Linked DNA regions of Danio rerio: region 1 is linked to region 2. The links are chromatin contacts, called in public Micro-C maps. All regions are on one chromosome and are shown on one strand. Each heading gives the region's core, a stretch centred on a gene start, on an enhancer-like site or on the middle of the called end of the contact. The rest is flanking DNA. Distances are from core to core; before and after follow the strand shown. Region 1 overlaps fan1 (FANCD2 and FANCI associated nuclease 1). Region 2 holds the start of necab2 (N-terminal EF-hand calcium binding protein 2).

Region 1 (7,413 bases), core at 4,698-7,197, 280 kb after region 2:
ACGTTAGCTTAGCAAAGCATGAGTATATCCCAACATCATCCCAATCCCATATTCTACTTACTATCTGCGGAATGTACAACGACGGTGCAGGAAATGATTATTCCAGTAATAAGTCGTCTGAGATCTGTTTGTATCTTTGTCTTAATACATATTACAACTATTCACAAGCTAATGGCGTAAGCTGTAAGACTGTAATGTGAGAAACTGGTATTAAACACAACAAGCAGAAGCCAATTATCGATCGTTACGTCATGTCTCGACTAGGGAGGGATAGACGTACAGCCAATAGAAAGCGTTTTTACTTTTATGCCTCCACGTGATTGGTTAGAACAATTCCTATGGTACAAGGCTTCATGTCAAGACTCAGAAGCACGGTTAAAGGTGCACTGGTTCGGCTTGATTTGTTTTATGTTGTCAATTTATGTAAACATTGTTTTTGCAATGCAATTATGTAATAATTGTTTTGCATTAAAAACGTTCTATATGTATGGTACTTAAAATATCACTGAAAGCACATACATATGAGCTGAAGAATAGAGTCATTAAGCAGATATAGCTACTGTAATTTTAATTACACATATAAATTGCAACATATTCTTTATTATAAAGATACTACTAGTTTTTATCGCATAGTACTTATTAATTTCCAATAGATTATACTAGTACTAACATACACTAGCTGACACTAACATACATTTAATAGAATACATTATTTCTATTTTATTAGATACTAGTGCTATTCAAAATACATGTTTTAAAGGTACAGCAAATGATTTCTTTCATTAAAATATACAAAAACTACAACAGTTTATATATATGATGTTAAGTTAATTTTTTTTTCTATATACCGCCAGATCATTTTCTTTTAATGTGTAAACACATTGTTATTATATAGTAATAATATTGTAATAACACTGCCATTACATGTTATAACATTGTAATTCTTATGTCATTACAGTATAATTACTATGTAATAACATCGTAGTAACATTTTATAACATAGTAATTATATTGTAATGACAGAAATGTTATAACAATGTAACTACAATGTTATTACATGGTAATTATAGATGCATAAATAGCAATTACATTGTTATAACATTGTAATTACATTGATATAACATTTATTACATTGTTATAAAAATATTTTTTAACAGCAATTACAATGTAATAACAGTAGTTATAACAATATTATTACATAGTAATAAGGATGTAATGACAACGTAATTCCACCAATTTTTTAAATTAATTACATAAGTATTGCCTATGTTTATGTCTAAACAAATGCTGTACATGAAATATACAAAGAAACATTTAAGTTTATAAATATTATCATGCATGTGTAATTACAATGCAATACATTGCATAATATATAAGATAATATAATAAATATAATAGCAATGTAATGACTAATTCATTTTGTAATTACACATGTATGATGTATATTTACGTATACAACTATAAAAACACTGTAAGAAAGAAACATTTACATTTACAAATATTATCTTGGATGTAACTATTCATGCTTTCATGTTGTTGATAACAAATTCTGACCCAACCATCTGAATGTCGCAGCAGAAATCGAGACTCATCAGACCAGGCAACGTTCTTCCAATGTTCCGTTGTCCAATTTTGGAGAGCCTGTGCAAATTGTAGCCTCAGTTTCCTGTTCTTAGCCGACAGGAGTAGCACCCATTGTGGTCTTCTGCTGTTGTAGCCCACCCGCCTGAAAGTTAGACATGTTGTGCTCTTCTGCATAACTCAGTTGTAACGAGTGGTTATTTCAGTTACTGTTGCCTTTCTATCAGCTCAAACCAGTCTGGCCATTCTCCTCTGACCTCTGGCATCAACAAGGCATTTGTGCCCACAAATTTTTTGCACCATTCTCTGTAAACCCAACAGAATGGTTGTGCCTGAAAATCCCAGTAGATCAGCAGTTTCCAAAATATTCAGACCAGCCCATCTAGCACCAACAACCAAGCCACGTTCAAAGTCACTTAAATCACCTTTCTTCCTCATTCTGATGCTCGCTTTGAACTGCAGCAGATCGTCTTGACCATGTCTACATGCCTAAATGCACTGAGTTGCTGCCATGTGATTGGGTGATTAAAAAATTTGCATTAACGAGCAGTTGGACAGGTGTACCTAATAAAGTGGCCAGTGAGTTTAAGTAATAAAAATAAACAATATTAACAAGAGACATTGGCAGAGTCGTGTCGCCATGCTAATGACTTCTTACATCCTCGATTTCTGGTTTGGTGTTATAAAAAAAAAAAAGAAAACAAAACGCTTTGTGCATTTTATTATATTGCACAGAGAAGCATTATTACAGTAAACTGTACTAAACTGTATTTAGTATAATAAAACAGTGCTGCTTCTTTCCCAAAATCAGAAGACCGGCCAAATAAAAACGTATTATTCTAATCGACTGTGGCATAATAAATCCATCGTGCTAGTCTCTCATTAGCAATTGCTTCAGGGATCTTGCTTTACTTCAACAGCATTACTTGTCCTTAAACTACCATTATAATGTCTTGAATACTTTAGCTTATTTATAAACCTGATTTCTGCAAGAAAGCCTGTACGATGTAATGAAGACTGCAACTCTTAGTCTCATTAAACTACTTTGTTTGTTGGGAATACAGGCCCTCTAGTGGCAAAAATTACACACTGTGCTTTTGAGGATAAATGTCAAAACAGCTTGCCATGCAGATATCTTAATAAATGCTTGTTAATTTTACATTAAGGTAGACTGAATGATAGCAGACATGTTGAGTCAGGCATTCACAGTTGCTGGCAGGGCAACAACAGACTACAGCATGCAGTAGTATGTTTGCTGTCAATACCCTCACGTACAATCATATTTTTGGGAATAAACATCCAATATTTATACTCATGTCATCTTTTCACAAACTCCTCAAATAAAGCAGCTAAAGTATTGCATTGTGCAGCCAGTCAGAGAACAATTTACACAATTTAAAAAATATATATTTATGAGCATTGATTTTGAAGACTAGCAGTGGAAATTATAAATGATTTAGAAAGCTTCTAGATTAAACTGCATTTCATTCAACATTTTGGAATACAAAAAAACATTAAATTTACGTTAAGGTTTTGTAGGTTTTTTTGTAACTTATTTCATAAGTGCAAGCAGGATATTACTAATATAAACTATTTATTTTGTGTTTTTTATAATTATTGAATGACTAAAGTAGTGGGTTTTAATGCTACCTTGTTCACCTCTGTTGTTCAGTGTTACATTGAAATTTACTAACTAAACATTAAGAAAATTCAAGTGCCCTTTTACAAGCATTTACCTAATGAATGTGCTTTACAGAGACATGCAAACTTCATAACGAAAGGCATGCTTTACTAAAACAACAGTGTATGGCATTGTTTTGAATAGATCTTAAAAAAGAGCTAAGTTTGACTTCTGCAACAAAAGAGTATGTTTAATTCTGGCTGTCAGACGTGAAGGATATGCTTGAATGAATATGCAGTGAAAAGGAATGTGGTCATGCATAGTTCTTTGACCACAATAATAGACATAACAAAACATAATGGAATCCTATTTTACGAGCTGCAACATTATGTGCTTATGTCTTGCATCACTATTTAAGCATTATTAACATTTCAAAAACCTTTTAAAATGCTTTTATTTAATTTCTTTAAAATGATTTATTCTATAAATGTCACATTAAAAAAGTCATTCAAATATATTCTCACTTTACAATGAGCACAATAATAAAAGTCAGTCAATCAGCGCCATGAGGTAATTTAACAGTCTTCAGATGGGGAATAAATCCCCTTAGAGTGCCTATTAATATTCTTTTCTTACATCAGATCAGTGGCAAATTGAGGTCAAACTTTAATGCATCATTAAATCCATCCAGTGTTGCTTCAAGCATTTCTAACTTTCCTTCTGAGAGTGACAGCAGCTTCACTCCCGTCGAGCTCCTCGTGCTCCAGTAGCCGTGACGTGACACACTTCTACATCTGCCCCGAGTTTACGCAGCTCATCCAGCCATATCTGTTGCTTCTGGGACAGACGGTCATTAGGGCCCTTCACTTCCACCAGCTAGAAGGCAAATGTATCTCAAATGAGCAACATTTAAGGTCCCTACACCACCTTAGTAAAGCATTTAAAAAAAGTTACTTTTTGGAGTGTTTAAAAGCCTCACCTTATACTTGTTGCTGGAAGTACTCCAGACCACCAGATCTGGAAGTCCTCCTCTGCAGTGCCTGTAGTCTTTGGCCATTCTGAGGAACACACCACTCAAGAAGTGGCCACCAAGGCATGCCACTAGACTCTAAAATATAGAGAAAATAAAGCTTTAACATTGTGCTTGCATCTAGGAACATGAAAGGCCCTATCAGACACGGCGCAATAAGGCACAAGACGGGTTTAGCATGATTTTTTTGCTACTTTCAGGTCAGTGCAAGCCTAATTTTCACATTTTGCGTCATGTTGTTTAAATAGCAAATACATTTGCACAACTTTATGGACTCAGTTTTACCATTCAGTTTTTCCACTTACAAAGTCTGCCATGTAAGTAGCAAATGTGTCATGGCGTGACGCAACTGACTGTTAAAAGGAATGGGTGATGAGACTCTGGTTGGTTTAATGCACATTATGTTCAAACGCAAACACCCATAACTCATTAAGAGAATAAGCCCAACCCTATTAGACCATGCAGCGCAGCGCAAACCATATTTTTCCATCCTTTAAATAGCAAAAGCAAATTCGGAAACGTCCTAACCCTAACTTTTGCGGCATGCAACTTTGTGCCTAGATTGTCAAAATAGAGCCTAAAGTGTCTCAAATTGGTCTACCACTTACAGCACAATGCAGAAACAAAACATCTGATTGAAATAATATGCACAGCTAGCGTTTTCCAGCCAATGATGAACTTCCAGTGAAAGGTTTAGGTGACTATTTTCAATTTCATAAGGTTGCTTTCACAGCATCGATGTTGTAATGTAATTAAAATATAATCAGTTAAATAGACTTAAGCATCCAATTAGTTGTTAAAGCCTACAAAGAGATGAAAGACCGTTTAAATGCAGGCACCGTCATTAGCAGCAAGCTAGTGCAGAAACTCAAATGAAAATACTGAACAGAAATGAAAATACTGGGTTAAAATTCATTTTTATATTTTGAAGACATGGCGCAGAAAAATAGAAATTAATGCAGTGCTCCTTGTTTGGTCTGATACCCACTTTATATTGTATCTCAGCCAAGCAGTGAAGATCGCTGGCGATTTTGTATTGGATGACAATTCACAGGAAACCCTGGGGACTGGCTGACTGAAATTAAAAGTCTGTGTGCATGTACTCCATTTCATTTCCAGATGCTTCCTTAGTCCTTGTTGAGTATCATTGACTACCTTTACAAGGACATCAAAATTGAATTATTTGCCTTAATCTGAATAAGAAAATAATATGATTAAGGTGTTTACATGAGTTGCTTTTTAAAAGTTTATTTCATGATCTCGTTTTACATGTCATAGCACATAATTCGATTAACATCATTACGTCACCACGCTATCCACAAGACATGCAATTGATGTGTAGTTCCTTTACATCAGTTATAACAAGTGTGTTACATTAAAAATTGTGCAATTCTGAGTGTACTTAATGCAGGTGAGTAGGCTTGACAAACCACCTGCAGGAAACACTGTTTTCATTACCATATGAAACAGATACTTTATTAGAAACACTCCACTTTCCAGGGCAAACTTCAAGCAAATCTAAATAGGTTTTAAACATGTGAGTGGGCCTGAAAATAAGTCTGCAGAACAAACTGGCCAATCTATGATAACAGTGTATGGAGTATGCACAGGTGTGTATACACTGAGAATCAAGAAGATGTGAATTACCTTAACACATTCCGGTACGGGTGTGCTCACACTTGGCAGCTTTGGTTTGATCAAAACAACTTGATTGCCCTGTCAGTGCAGTCTTTTGAGTGAGTGTCAATGCCACCAACTGAACTTAGGTGTGAAACAAACAAGCAGATCGAGACTGCTAAAAAGACAAATCCCATGCAGTTCAACTATCATAGTCACAAATGTTCCCAGTACAATTCAATACAGGTGTCAGGATCCTTGCATCTTTATTTATGTGTGACAGATGAATCCCTGATGATGCTTTGACTGCTTTAGTTCTCAGGTTTTAAAAATTCCAATTATGCACACATAAAGCATGTTTGGTTCAACACATAACACAGTTCTGGATGTCCAGTAAGTTCTGTCACAAGGTCTTTTTTCTCTGCATGTTTAAGTTTTGAATTAAACATGACAATGTCAAGGCTAATGCCTCATTTCCAGTGAGCAACACGGTATAATTCAGTACAGTATAATCTTGTATGGGTCACCCTGAAGTTGACCAGGCATGTGTTTCCACTGCCAGGAGTGTTGTATGCTGATAAGTTGAGATCAACATTATTCTCACTTAAAAAAAAGAAAACTGTACTATCCATTTACATATCGAATCCTTTCTGAACTCCTTTATTATTTCAAATGTAGACATGCAGCAAGTGTGAGCAAATAAAAACAAAAATGCCCCATGTGTTTTTCACATGTTTAAATGCAAGACGTGAATGGCCCTGTAAACAAAAATAGAGGACATACAGCAGATCCTGTTCTTGCTTCCTGTCATGGCTGTTTGCCTCAAGAAGAAACAGGCTTTGTTTGAGCATAGTTCATTGCTGCACGCTGTCACAGTAGTTTTGACTGTATTTTTCAAAATGCTCCTTTGTTGTCTTGTTACACGCACAAATTACGTTTCTCTGTAAAAGTGAGTCTATCACACCCTTTTGGTACTGTTGTGCTAGATACTTTTACAAAATGCTCACAAAAAAGTGGTATGGTTTAGATTTTAGTATTTCTGACAGTGGAAATGGAAATAAATGTGTACTGTACTGAACTGAACCCCACCGATCAGTAGAACGAGCCGTAAGTTAATAAGGACTTTTGATCTGTGGTCAGGACAGAATGATACAGTGGCTGAGAGAGTTTAACACGCTGCAATTTAAGAAAACAAGTGCAGTTACAAAAAAACAGTTACAACCAGCAAATTGAGAAAATATCTTTATCAGTTTGACAGCACACTTGCTGCAAATCCTCACAAAGCAAACACATTATTAAAATATGCGCTGCATTTTCTTACAGCGCAAACAATTAATAAAATGTGCTGCATTTTCTCACAACGCAAACACTTTTACAAAAATGCGCTGAATTTTCTCACAACACAATGTAAATGTTTCAAGGAGACCCTAAAACGTGACAGACCCAACTATTTAGGTTATGGTTATTTAGGCTAATAAATACTAAAGACATAGGAATCAGAGTATCAGGCATCATAACGACCTGGTTGACCATAGGTTATCAATTTTTTTGAAATTTCTTATTA
Region 2 (6,868 bases), core at 1,065-3,564:
CACTTTGAAATTCTCACAATGCTTAAAACAACATTTGAGATGGTGTTAGATGAGATCCCTCCACTAGTTAATGCAGTTACTCAATCACATCATCACAGAGACAAAATCATATGACTTTTTTATTTTGCATAAATGAATTTATTTGGTAAATGTGATTCAGTTGAAGGCGTCACGGTGGTGCAATGGGTAGCACAATTGCCTCACAGCAAGAAGGTCACTGTTTCAAGCCCTGGCTGTGTCAGTTGGCATTTCTGTGTTGTGTTTGTATGTTCTCTCTGTGTTCGCATGGGTTTCCTTCAGGTGCTTTGGTTTCCCCCCAGTCCAAAAACATGCACTGTGGGTGAATTGATAAAGCTAAGTTGGCCATAGTGTATGTGTGTGAATGCAAAATTGTATAGGTGTTTCCCAGTGATGGGTTGCAGCTAAAAGGGCATCCACTGCGTAAAAAAACATATGCTGGATAAGTTGGTGATTCTTTCCGTTGTGGCATCTTCCGATGATGATGAATGAATGAATGACTCAGTTGAACGCTTTTTTTTTAAAGTGTACTGTATGCACATATTTACATCCAGTGTTTCTTTATGCAAGATCCAATAAAGCACATAATAATAGTTGGATAGACCTAGAAACTGATTTTTTATCATTATTTTTAAAGGTCTTTAATCGTACATTTTTATAGACTTTTAGTGACCTTATTCTTCACTGTGGAAGTGTACTTGTTTTTGCAATTGTTTTAGATATACCAATTTAGCTGCCAATAGAGGAACTCATTCATTCATTCATTCATTTTCTTTTCGGCTTAGTCCCTTTATTGACCTGGGGTTGCCACAGCAGAACGAACGGCCAACTTATCCAGCATGTGTTTTACGCAGCGGATGCCCTTCTAGCTGCAAACCATCACTGGGAACCCATACACTCTCATTCACACACCTACACTACAGACAATTTTAGTTCCAATGGCTGCACCTGCTCGTACATTAAGAATAAGGTCAATCGTGAAGACAGGAAAGCATAGGGAGCAGAGAAAGGGGTAGTATAGGCAAAGGACCTTAAGCTGGGAATCAAACATGGGTGCTATATGTCAACGCACTAACTACTAATCCATTGGTGCCAACAAAACTGAAACTTTTTTGTGGATTTCTGCCATTCCTTTATAATAGAGTGTTTTAGGGGCCTGGAAATGCAAACATTTCAGATTGTGTTTCAGAGAGAGTGTCTACAAAAACTATACCATTTTAATTTCTGTGTACAAAATACAAAAATATTTTGTCATGTGCATGCATATCAATTTTTGCTGATACAGTATGAGCAAATGGGAACACTATTAACAACATTGTCTTTTTGTATGCCAAAAACTTTTAACTTAATGCAAAGACTTCACAGTTTTTTGTACATTTGGTAAAATGGGGGTTTTGTTTAAAAAAAGATGCAAATTTTTTTTCATTCAGAATTATAGGTTTTGGAACCTAGAAGTTATTCAAGTGTTTCTTTTCACTTCTTTCCACAAGGTAAACATGGTAACAGTTTGCCGATTTGTTGACAATGTATGGCACAGGTGTCAAACTCAGTTCCAAAAGGGCCGCAGCTCTGCACAGTTTAGTTCCAACCCTAATTAAACACACTGATCAAACTAATTGAGTCCTTCAGGCTTGTTTAAAACCTACAGGTAAGTGTGTTGGAGCAGGGTTGGAACTAAACTGTGCAGGTCTTCGGCCCTCCAGGAATTGAGTTTTACACCTTCTGAGTATGGTATGAATCACTGAAAATGTATTTACTGAAAGCAACACATACTCCATAAATTATAATAATTTGCTTCATCATAAAACAATAATGCACATGCATAATATAGACTTGAATGTATATAATCAGTTGTGTCTTCTTAAGTTAGTGGAAATAAGGGGATATTTAATCTAAAAATGAAAATTCTGTCATCATATACGCCCATCATCACAATCAGGGTAACCATTGGCTCGTTTTTCGCGGGGTTATTCCTGGGTTTTAATACAGCTACCGTTAAATTGGCTACTTTACAGAGATGAAGTAGAATATTTGGTAAAACAGGACTAAAATAACTACCATCATTAATTCAAAAGTTATTGTCTGCTATCAGTTCTCTTAGTTGATCCTCTCTCTAAATTGCAAATAATGCATTTTCTCTCATGTATTGTATCTTATTCTACTGCAACTGTACTAAATTCATGGCATTTACTTAACTGCTCCAATTTGGAGTGTCAGAAGGGCTGAGTTTTGGGCTGGGAGCCGCTGATGTCATAGCAGAGGGAGGGATCGCCCCCATAGCGCGCAGCATGAACGCTCCGCGGCAAAAGGATGTGTGAACAAGCAGCGCGCTACTGCAGGGACGGCGTCCACAAACTGCTCCACAAAGAACAAGCAAAACTCCGGGCACAGGACAGCAAAGACCAGCCCACACCCGGGGCTCAGGACAGCGAGACAGCGACGGCTGCACAGTCCGGAAACAGCGGCGCACAGCCCGGTGGAATAGACGGGCTCGTCCGCTGGATAGTCACCAAGATGAGCGACAATAAAAGCATCTCTACCCGGGAATACGCGAAGGAGGAGGCGGCGGTGGCTCAGGAGCAGTTCTTCGCGCCGGAGCCTCGAAAGGGCATCTCAGTCATTTTGGATGTAGGTGTTTCATTTTCTCTGTGTTATGAAATATGAAGTGCGCGCGACCGTTCAACTTTTATTCGGTTTCCCGAATAAAGTAATGAACTAATTTATTCATTAATTAGTTGATTAATTCAGTAACCTCAGAAGAGTTTTAAGCATTAATTAGACATTAATGACTCATACACAACTAGTAAGCCTTTGATGCTTTGGGAATACAAAAAGCAATTGCACTTTATGAATTTATCTACTTTTAACTTTTAATTCTGTCTTTATTTTTTCTTTCTTTTATGCATTTCAGTTGCATGTTGTTATCTAACATGCTTTGCATACTTTAATACATGGATTTTGTAATTCTGATTGGTTAGTTGCAAGCAATCAGTTTTTGTACAGTAACCTAATTGGACATAGTTGACGATAGAAACATACCAGAAACATACTACTTTCGCATATCTCTCCGCGCACTCGGAAACTAGTGCCACCGAGCGATTTTAAATGGTCATCAAATGGTGATAAAAATTGTCTAGCATTAAATTTGGTGTCTGTCTAATTCGCAAAAAGCCTAAAACAATGGAATGGTGAGTCTTAAAAGTCCCTAAGCAAGCAGAAGAGCTACACAGAAAGACAGAAAGTTTAAAGATTAAATCTAAATTTCAGAAAAACAAATTTTCATTCAATGTTTTTGTTTAATTTATTACTATTATATGATTGCAGTGTCCTAATAACGCCTATATAATGGACATTCTTAGCAAAAAATCTAGAAATACAATGAAAAATAACTTAAATAAATAGTTTTTGTTCAAGGTAAATCATTTGAGTAGCCATTTTTGAAGAGTAAAATAATTTACAGCTGAAAGACCCCCCTTCAGGATGAGATAAAGCCCTCCCAATGGCACTCTATAACTGCATGCACACGCGCTGTCCCAGCCGTATCCAAATACTGTTCAGCTTCTCGAATGTGCACTAGAAAAATCAACCCAATTATAAAACACACCAAATATTCTCTAGTAGCTACAACGCTGCATACATTTGACTGTACCTTTCAGCATCTTGAGCTTATACAACAGTTTTCTTTTGCTCTGAATTTATCTCAGAGAACCTAAATAATTTATTGTGCTTTTCCTGTGAGCCTGGCAGTTATGCTTTGTGGTTGGCTGCTGTGGCGAGGTCTCAGCAGTATTGATTTAGTAGGTCAAAGTATTGCCTCAGTATTGTTCTTCATTGGTGCTGGATAATTATCTGATGGACATACCTCTCGAGATTTCCACATTGCTTTTAGGGGGAGAAGTTAAAACGTTTAAGAGAGTGATAATAAAGTAGTTCAGTTCCAGACCCAGATACAGTCTCAGGTAACCAGAACATATAAGGGGACGAAAACTAATTAAAAACCTCAGGAAAGAAAAGCCAAAGGCACCAGATGCACCCTAGTGTAAATACAATAGTGGAGGCGGGGTTATGCAGATAATGAGGTGCTGTAGATAATTTGTCTTTTATGGATGGTGAGCATGTGTACACGATTTTCTCGTCGAGACTTAAGATACGGAGCACAGCTGCTTGTAAGGGAATTGATTTCCCCCTATACTTTCTGAGAGAATTCCATTACTTATCTCAATCTTGACACGTCTTCTGCAATGTCTGTTCCAGAATCAGCCTGCATTGGTAAACAGCTGAGCGCCATTCATTATTAGAGTTTATTCTGAAAGTGTCTGAAGCAGCTATGCAATTGTAAAGACCCCATTTTCATTTCTGAAAGCCTTCGATTCAGCGGCTAGACCAGTTATAGATTCAGAGCGTGTCAAATGCTCGCATCCCTGGCTTCCCCAAACCTGACAGTAGAGCACTAACAAGCTGTCGTAAAGAAGGCTATAAGTGTGTTTCGCGCTATTGCTTTCTTACATAATCATGCCTCTGGTCCCAGACCTCATCTGGCTTTAGGGAGTAATTAAGTGCATTTAATGTTTTTGAACATTTCGTTTCCACTGGGGTTGAATGGTGTGCGCTAAATTACAGTAGTTTATGCTGTAGGACGCACATGTGTGAGAATAGTTGATCAAATGGTGGCAGCACGTGACATTTGCTAAAGACTTCATCGCACTATTGACTTGAACTTTAAAATACAAATATATCTGGCATTTGTTCAGTGGATTGGATTTGAGCCAAAGCACGGAGAATCAATCCAATTGACTTGGCAAGTATAAATGGGAGTCCCGTATTAGTGCCTATTAATTGAATCCATTTGTCACTCTCCCGTTTAAAGTCTTTGTCAATCTTTTTCTTTCTTTGGCTGACATCTCATTCTCTCTTGTTATTTGTTCCAGATCCTTTTATCGACACTAAGAGTTAGAGTTAGTTTGCAATACTTTATTCTTACTTTTTTATATTTTTATCATCAAAAATTAATTAATAAAACTTAATAGATGGGATAGATCAGGGGTTTTCAAAGTGTGAGGCGTGCCTCCCCTGGGGGGCGCCAGAGCATGTCAGGGGAGGCGCAGGAAAAAATATAATATAATAAAAATATAATTATTAAGTTTAATTATTATATGTATTTTTTATTATATTTAAACGTTTTAATTAAACAAAGCAAAAAAAAAAAAAAAAAAATACGTCAAATATAAGAAAACCTTTTTTACCCAGAAGGCCATAGCTGTGAATTCGCTTCTGTTTGGCAAGCCCGCCAATACAGGTATATGCCTGCTAGTACAATGGGTCGGTTTCTGAGAACCCCCCGATTCAAAGCTGTAATGTAAAGTTCACGGCCCTTTGGCCGCCGGGAAGAAGGAGGCGGAGAACCGAAGCAGTTTTATAGTGATTTATTAATGACAGTGACGGCAGCTCCTTAAGGAGGCTGCCGTCTAAACCAAAACAAACGGACGGCAGCTCCTCACGGAGACTGCCGTCAAACTGAAAGCAGAAGTAAAATATGTCCGGGTCCGGTCCTCTCTCGGCTTCCCCTGCCCACGTTCCTCCTTTTATGATCCAGGGCTCCTTCCATGGGATCTGAGGCAGGTGCGCACCGCAGGTTTATCCACTCACGCGGTGGCCTCACTCCGTTCCCACGGCTCTCGGCCACGCCCCCTCGTCACAAAAGCCTTCAAATTCAGGGCTTAAACCCAAAAGACGACGATATGATGATCAGTATTTGCGTTTAGGATTTACGTGGACAGGACCAGCTGATGAACCACGACCTTTATGTGTGGTTTGTCAAAATATTTTGGCTAATGACAGCATGAGACCCGCTAAACTTCGACTGTTGTGACTGGGATGGACAGTTCTTGGATCTGTTCTATTCATATTAAACCATCATCCTAGTTTTAAAAACGTTATATTAAAATACTTGTTATTACTCTGTACTTTCATGCAAATGATGATAAAAGTGAGTTAACCGTCTGACATCTGTCTGTGTCTTTATATATATATATATATGTGCGTGTGTGTGTGTGTGTGTGTGTGTGTGTGTGTGTGTGTGTGTGTGCGTGTGCGTGTTTGGGTGGAGGGGGGCGCCAATGGATAAGTTGTGTCAAAAGGGAGCTCCACTGTCTTAGACTTTGAAAAACCCTGGGATAGATGTTTTAAAATGTAGTCAAATATAAATATCTAGGCCTACAAATAAATTACATTAATGTTTTTGTCGTTTAACATGTTGTACAACAAAACTGTATAAATTCAAATATTATATGTATATGATATTTGAGAAGAATTCGTTTTAGTATAGTTTAAGTAAAATAGTTCTGTAAATTCTACAAAATAAATCAGACGTTTATTTTAAAGTTTGTTTTAGCTTGTATTCATTGGCAGTTTTCAAGGCTTATCTCGCGTAACTATTTTACTTTTTGTCAGTTTTGTGGCTAATTTGTACGAATTCGTAAAAGGAAAATCGATTAGCAAATCGTACTAAATTGAACAAATGAGATTGTACGAATTCATATGAATTAGCCACAAAAAAAAAAAAAGTCACGAATTGCCATGAGATCATGTTGCAGTTTTCTCATTCAAGAGTTCACATTCAGATATTGCTTGACGCTATTTGCAGGTTTAGCATGCTGTCCCTAGAGAGAACCTTGAGCTCAGAGATAATTGATCCCAGGGCTCCCGCCTGGTCATTTAGGGCATACTCACACCATGTTCAATTGCCTTAATCCGGGCCGAAGCACAATTGTCCCCCCCCTCCCGTCTCCCCCGACAGCCCGCACTCACATTACATTCAGGGCTGTGCACGCTTACGTCATCGATGATGCGC

What was found. A called contact is a pair of places that touch in the nucleus more often than the background predicts.
Region 1: a contact with region 2 is called in a Micro-C map of caudal fin, with 11 times the contacts expected there. The contact joins the enhancer-like site here to the promoter of necab2 in region 2. A contact is called at or near these places in 2 of 18 Hi-C or Micro-C datasets (caudal fin and an unstated tissue).

The regions. Positions count from the first base shown.
Region 1 is chr18:23,074,559-23,081,971 of GRCz12tu, forward strand. It overlaps fan1 (FANCD2 and FANCI associated nuclease 1), which reads right to left. Exons shown (of 14, transcript NM_001045081.2): 13 at 4,182-4,310; 14 at 3,639-4,078. The coding sequence ends at 3,941. It overlaps mbtps1 (membrane-bound transcription factor peptidase, site 1), which reads right to left and starts at 221. Exons shown (of 23, transcript NM_199213.2): 1 at 62-221. Within about 2 kb of position 5,948, at least 1 of the 62 cell types and tissues checked has an H3K27ac peak or open chromatin away from gene starts, as enhancers often do. A contact at or near this core is called in caudal fin, where this site is marked.
Region 2 is chr18:22,795,976-22,802,843 of GRCz12tu, forward strand. necab2 (N-terminal EF-hand calcium binding protein 2) reads left to right here and starts at 2,315. Exons shown (of 13, transcript NM_001328213.1): 1 at 2,315-2,646. The coding sequence starts at 2,329.